Linked DNA regions of Columba livia: region 1 is linked to region 2. Evidence: chromatin contacts called from public Hi-C data. All regions are on one chromosome and are shown on one strand. The core of a region is the stretch at or near the end of the contact, and the rest is flanking DNA. Distances in the headings are between cores, read along the strand shown.

Region 1 (3,280 bases), core at 398-2,897, 330 kb after region 2:
GCAATCATAATTTTTGTTTTCCTACACTAATGTTTTTCTTTCTTCAATTGAATTGTGCTTCTGTCAGGAACACAGGGCATGAGCCTAAGCACATCCCCAGATGGTACAGAGGGAGATTCCTCTATGAGCAGCAGAGGGGTCCGCTGCCAGTGCAGTGGGGGGACCGTGAGGAACGCTTGGAGGGGCTGCCCTCTCCTCCCAGACATTCCTAAAGCCAGGGACTGCAAGGTGTGAGAAGTCACAGGGACTGAGGGGGAGAGGACTGGATGTTTAGTGCAGCGGGAGATAAGATAAACTGATATTTCTCCGGACTTACTGCAGCTTTCCAGGCACAGCCTTCAAGATCCTGTGAGGTTCTAGGGGTCCTCTTGCAACTAATACAGTAATGACCTTGAATTTGCTTCCAGCTCAGCTGTACTGCTGGAGGACAAGGCTTTTCTTGTGAGCAAAAAACATGAAAGCAGCACAGAGATTTGCCTGCATAGCTCCCGTCTTCAAGAGATTTGAGTATCCTTTTTGAGGCCCCACTTGCAACAAGGGATTGTAGATAAGCTTCTGCAGTAGTTAATGTGTAAACTTTACAGATTTATTCTCACTGGTGGCTTTCCTTTTGCTTGCAGTGTTGACAAATAGATTGCTGTATGCTGATTTTTTTTTCACAGCTAATTTTTTGCTACATGAAAACTCTAATCATGTGCATGCTCACATGTCCATGCTGACCAATAAAAATGTTGCTTTTATGACCTTATAAGTGTTATGGGAAAAAAAATAATTTGCTTTGTTTTAAAAATAATTGATAATGCAACTCATTCCTTTTTCAGATTGTAACCTGAATACCAAATTTAGGAGTCCACACTAATTCTTCATGCTGAGGCAGTCTGCTGCACCAAACACATGCAATCACAGACAATTAGAAACTTTCATCGTCTCACACGTGAATTAAGACTAAACCTTTTCTTTCTTACCAACTTCTGGTTATAAGACAACAAAACTGGGAAAAAAAATACGAAATCATGCGATTTTGCTATGGTTTGTGTTTAAATTGTGTTTGGACTTGTTATGTGACTGCGAAAAATATTGGTGACCTCTTCCTTTGTATCTTCGACTTCCTGCAAGCTTGTCTGTTTAAAAGATTCTGCAAGATGCTTCCTTTGCAGATCCTGTAAGAAATGTATATTCAGCAGGAGAAACATCTGACTGAGCAAAGACTAACTTACACAGTGTTTTGGAAGCCACGTGTTGAAAAGTGCTGGGGAAACACAGCAGGGAAAATGATAAAAAGGGATGAAAGCAGTTCAGACGAGTGAAGAATGCTGATTTAAAAATGCAAACCATCTGAACACTGATGAGTGGGCAGGTTGCAATAACTTCAGGGCAGACCTAAGTTGCACAACAGCCATATACTGTAAGTCGACTCCCACAGGACATTGACTGTAGTGATTTAAAATTGGATGGGGTAGGGGGGAGTGTCGAGGTTCTGCAGAGAGTAATCTTGCAGTAAGAGCAGCAGAGAGCAAGTAGGAAATGGGTCAGTGGGAGTAATAGCTTTTTTCCATGTGGTTTATGTGAACCAAGGCATACGTGTGTGGAGCACAGGGTTATCGCACTCCTGGATTTTTTTTTTCAGTGTACTCGAAATGAATGTGTTTGCAATGAAATTTGGTCATCCAAGTGTGAGATTATTCTCTGTTTGGACACTGCTTTGAGTCCCAAAGTTGGCTTGCTTTTTTTAATGTTCTGGGATTTGTCTTGGTCGTTAAAATAGACTGTGTTTGGAAATGTAATGCTGTGGCCTCACATTCCCAGGAGGTTAGCAGAAATCCTAGCCTGAAGTATCCCTGCTAATACCACCTGCGGTTTGTTCACGCCTCTGCATTGTGGTAGGCAATCTCCTCGTTTGTGCTGAAACAACTGGATGTGTGACCACACTGAAGTGGATAAGAGGACTGATCCAGTTTAAAAAAAAAATAAACCAAAACAAAAAAAACCCTCTGACATAGACTTCCCCTAATCCCCTGTTGTATCATTTTACTGATCCAGCTGTGTAGACAGGGGTGTTGGCAGTGGCAGGGGCACGGTGCAGGGATGAGGGACAGAGCAAAAAACACTTTATGCCAGTGTAAGTGCCAGTTTCTTTTCGATGTGAAAACACAGCCTTAGTTACAGGTTCAATCCAAAGTTTGCGCTCAACTTTGATGTAGTTTATCAGCTTGCAGAAAGGTGATAGAGTATGGTGAGTGTGGTTTTGGTCCCTCCTGATGGTCAAGTATAAGCAGGCAGGGTGTTACCAGAGGTGTATAGAGCTGTGAGTGCTGTTTGGACACAGTGTGATGAGATGGTGGCTCCTGAGACACAGGCTGTTAATGAAATTAAACCTGCCCCTGCTCCTGTTCCCCTTTTATGATCACAGCTGCCTGGTACATGTGGCTCTTACGTCCCACCATTAAGTAGCAATTGAAACAAATGGAGTTAGAAACAACAATACAAAAGAAAGGGCTTATTTTCAGTCAAGATCGGGTAAGTGATAGATCACTAAGTAGTATACTGAGCTACACTTCATTGTAGCACCTAAGGCTGATGATAGCCATTGTTCAGAAAGGTGAATGATAAGGCTTGTGATCAGGTAGGGCCGGACTTTCTTCAGCCAGCTTTGCCGCTGATACCCACACCACTTGATTAAGCAAGTGAGTTCATATAAGGACATAGCATGCGTGGTGGTCCAGCAATGTGTTAGTGTATTTTCCTTGGAACACAGCCCCCTCAGTCAGACTTCAGTTCAAGCTGGACCATATATCTCCCCACTAATGCATAAGCTGTCCAAAATTCCCGGGTATTAGTAGAGCACAGATTTCCAAGTCTAGGTCTGACATCTCCCCCTGCTTCCCCTTTATGTAAATCTCCATCATTATCCCAAAGGCATGTATTTAGTTAATTGTGCCAGCCGTTCCCCTTTTTGGAAAATGCATACTCCTCATGCCTTGACATGCAGAACTCTGTGCCACCTCAGTGTCTGTGCAGCATTCATAGCAGAGGTACAACAGCCACTCTCTTATTCGGGTCTGATCCTGGGCTGTGCTCCCCAGCAAATGATGTGGCCCACTGTTGCTGTACCAGTTCATGCCAGCTGGGGAAAAGTCTCCCCTCCAACCTGCCATGTGATGCTCTCCCCAGCTACTCCTTGATGGTACCCACAGACCACCATCCTTTCAGGGCCATGGGCAGAGGAGGGCTGGCCAGCTGAGAGTTGTGCTCCCTGCCTGATCCCTTTGTGGACAGGCTT
Region 2 (3,419 bases), core at 151-2,650:
TTACCTCATTCTTCTGGGTACTGCATTACTACACACTTTGTAGGTTCCTACCACACATATTCATAAATATTATAGCACAAAATACACATTATATAGAATTATTCACCAACCAAATGTAGATGCTTTTACTCCTAAGGCCTGAGCTATGTCCTGTTGAGCAACTGCTCTCTGGCTGAAAATTGATGAAATGTCTTTGATCTTTAGAGCTGGTCACCAGAGTCTGATGCAGCTCCCACTGAACTCAGTGTGGATGTCTCTCTTGATTACAGGGAGAGCTGGTTTTGGTCTTTGAAGGAGACACTGTGTCTCCTACTGAAGCAGAGCACTTAGTTGGCACCTGTCTCAGCTATTGCTGAGCAATGACTCTGGGTTTAGACCCATTGCTGTTCCACCACCTTGGTTTGACTTTGATGTGTATTTTTTCACATCGTGACATGAGGATGTAATACAGGCTGAGGCAGATTCTCAGCTTGTGGAAGTCAGTATAACAATGTTGTTTCTATTAGCGAACCTGTCTCAAACATTCAGGGCCAGAAGCTGCCTATTTCAGTGGGCACACTATAGTCCAAAACCTCTGGTAGATCCCTGAAGATAATAAGGACCCTTCCCTTTGAATGTCACAGCTATCTGAGAACAAACCTGTTTCACAATTTCACTATTTGTAAATCAAATCATTACTTTGTGCTCTCCATCACACAGCTGAAACTTTGTCTTCTAATGTTTGAGCCACTGTGACCATTTGAGTTTCATAGGCATAATACTCCTAGTATAAACCAGTTATTATAAACAATGTACTTTCAATAGGCAAAACTGCTAGTCCATCAGCAAGACTAATTATGATTTATACTGCTCCATTCACAGGAATCTATAAGTTCCTTCTTTCAGAACAACATCTTTTACATAGTATTCCTAATTTTTACTGTGCAGACTTCTGTTGCTGTCCCTTTGAAATGCCTCTCATTTACACATTTAATCTCTTTTTCAAGGTTTTAACACTTGGCTGTGTATACATTCACAGCTGTGACAAATTTCACCTCTAAGTCTTAGAGCCTTTTTATTTCTGCACCAACATTTCACAGAAATCACAGTTGTCCTTAATTTGAAGGAATCCAGAAGCAGCAGCTTATGAAATCCAGATATTACCCTGCATTTCTGCAAACCACAACAGACACCTAGGTGGTTACAGTTGGGACCTATTCCAGATGGAGGCACAGAGAGAGAAATTTCAGAGGTAGATCCCTGCCAGCGTACTGCAATTTGCTGGGGCTGAAATTGTTTTGTACTTCTGAAGGTGGGGAAGGGAATTTTCTACCTTTTCCCCCCTCTTTTCCCACTGGGGAAAAAAGTCGCTGCACATCAGCAGCATGTGTAATGAATACAGAGTTTGCAAAGGGCAGAGCTTGTGGATCCCTTCCTCACTGCGACTGGGAAGGTATGTAATAACTACATTACCATGACAGGAAATACTTCTTGCTCCTTATATGCATTTATGAGAAATTGCAAGCCCAGTAAGAGCGGCCACAGGCTTTTTGCTAACTCTGCTGTGAGAGTTTGCTGTCTGAACTGGAGTCTGGCACCAGGCATCCCCGGGTCCGATGTGGGATAACAGTGAAGGACTTGAAAGTTGGGGCACAGGTTGTAAACAGAGGCTGCACAGATATAAACAACTCCATGAAGGACAGATACTGGCTGTTGGAGAAGAGCAGCCTTGAGACCTGAGAAGAAATTACTGTATTTCAAAGTATATAACAAAGAAAAGCAATGGCAAAGTATGGAAGCACCCCAGCTGATCAGCTGGTGCCATCCCTGCCACGGCCTAGGAAAATCATACCCTCTGGTGTCACTCAGTGCTTTGTCTGGGGTAGAGGCGAAAACCATCCAGAAATGCAAACATCTTGCAAAAAACTCCAGGTCCTGAATCTGGGGAGAGAAGTGGGATCACTGTCTGCTCCCACTGTTTGTCACTGAACTCAGCAGGACCCATATGCTACAAGCAAACAGGTGGAGATGTTTGTGGGTCTGTCTGAACTATATGTAAAGTATTAATATGAAATAATTACAGAACCAGAGGCTTACGATTTTGCTACTAAACACTGCTGCTCAAGCACTTCTATGCGACCAACTGGTAGGTAGATGACGATGTATTCAAATAAAATTCCCTATTTTTGGTATCTATATAATTGTCCTGTCAAGATTTTAGTAGTAGAAAATCTAGACTAAGGTCTGAGCAAACAGGAAAAAAGTAAAGTTTATGACTGAAAAGTGATTGGGTTAAAAAAATGGAGGAAAGAACAGCTCTGAAGCTGTGATCAAAAGATCTAAACAGATTTTTTGAACAGACAACTGAATCCAGTATATGCAACTATTCCATGCTGTCTATACTTAAACCCCCTCCAAGTTACAAACAGTTGCTAGAACGCATGTGGATATTATATGGAGAAATTAATTGTAAGGCTGGGTACCCATGGCATGGAAAGCAGATCCAGGCTAAATTGTCTGAAATCCAAATGGTGAAGGGCCAGGTTCCAGCACATTCTTCCCACAGGCTTGGCCCAATGCTTCCTGCCTTTCATTGTTTGCTCCTTGGGGAAGGAAATCAGGTTGGGATGTTTTGGGGAGAGGGATTTAGTGATCTCCTTAACACCAGAACAGCTGTATCCTTTGCTTCAGAGCCTGACCAGCCTAAATCTCCTAAGGGAGAGCTAGACTCACCCAGCTATATAGACATTTACACACAGAGTTTGTGAGGGCTGCTCAGTTTTTATCTGAAAGGATCCAGGTCTATACTCTGGCGCCATTTCCTGGAATTTCCCCATCCACCTCCTGATTTTGGTAAATAATGTTCCCAAATTTTTGGGTTGTCCTAGTGCCAACACATACACAGCATTGACATTATCTGGTAATTAAATCATACCTGTCTCATTCACTGTGTTGTCAAAGCAGACCATTTGGAATGTTGATACAAGAAAGATAATAATCTTAAGTTGCACTGAGGGGGTGGGGGGCTAGACTGGTTATTAGGAAAAATTTCTTCACGGAAAGGGTTGTCAGGCATTGGAACAGGCTGCCTAGGGAAGTGATGGAGTCACGATCCCTGGAGGTGTTTAAAAGACTTGTAAATGTGGTCCTTACGGACATGGTTTAGAGGTGGACTTGGCAGTGTTAGGTTAATGGTTGGAGTTGACGATCTTAAAGGTCTTTTCCAACCTAAATGATTCTATGAAATTGCACCTAGTCTGAAACCTGGAACAGGCATCTGCAACAGCAGGTAACTTGACAGTGTGACTTCCTTAAGAAATGAAGATGCTTGGAAAAACAAAGCCACATTAGCAAAAATGCACAGCAGCTCCTTTAGCAAATCAGTATGTGCTGAAGTCAGTGGGAGCAGCAGGAGAGCAGCACCTCTAGGAAGAAAAAAA

The links. A called contact is a pair of places that touch in the nucleus more often than the background predicts.
Region 1: a contact with region 2 is called in a Hi-C map of liver, with 1.9 times the contacts expected there. The contact joins two enhancer-like sites. A contact is called at or near these places in 2 of 2 Hi-C or Micro-C datasets (crop and liver).

Annotation. Positions count from the first base shown.
Region 1 is chr1:66,105,949-66,109,228 of bColLiv1.pat.W.v2, forward strand. All of the region lies in intron 2 of ST6GAL2 (ST6 beta-galactoside alpha-2,6-sialyltransferase 2), which reads left to right. Among named protein-coding and RNA genes, the nearest start is that of ST6GAL2, 150 kb to the left of the region's middle. Within about 2 kb of position 1,648, at least 2 of the 3 cell types and tissues checked have an H3K27ac peak away from gene starts, as active enhancers do.
Region 2 is chr1:65,777,006-65,780,424 of bColLiv1.pat.W.v2, forward strand. No RefSeq gene overlaps it. Among named protein-coding and RNA genes, the nearest start is that of SLC5A7, 34 kb to the left of the region's middle. Within about 2 kb of position 1,401, at least 2 of the 3 cell types and tissues checked have an H3K27ac peak away from gene starts, as active enhancers do.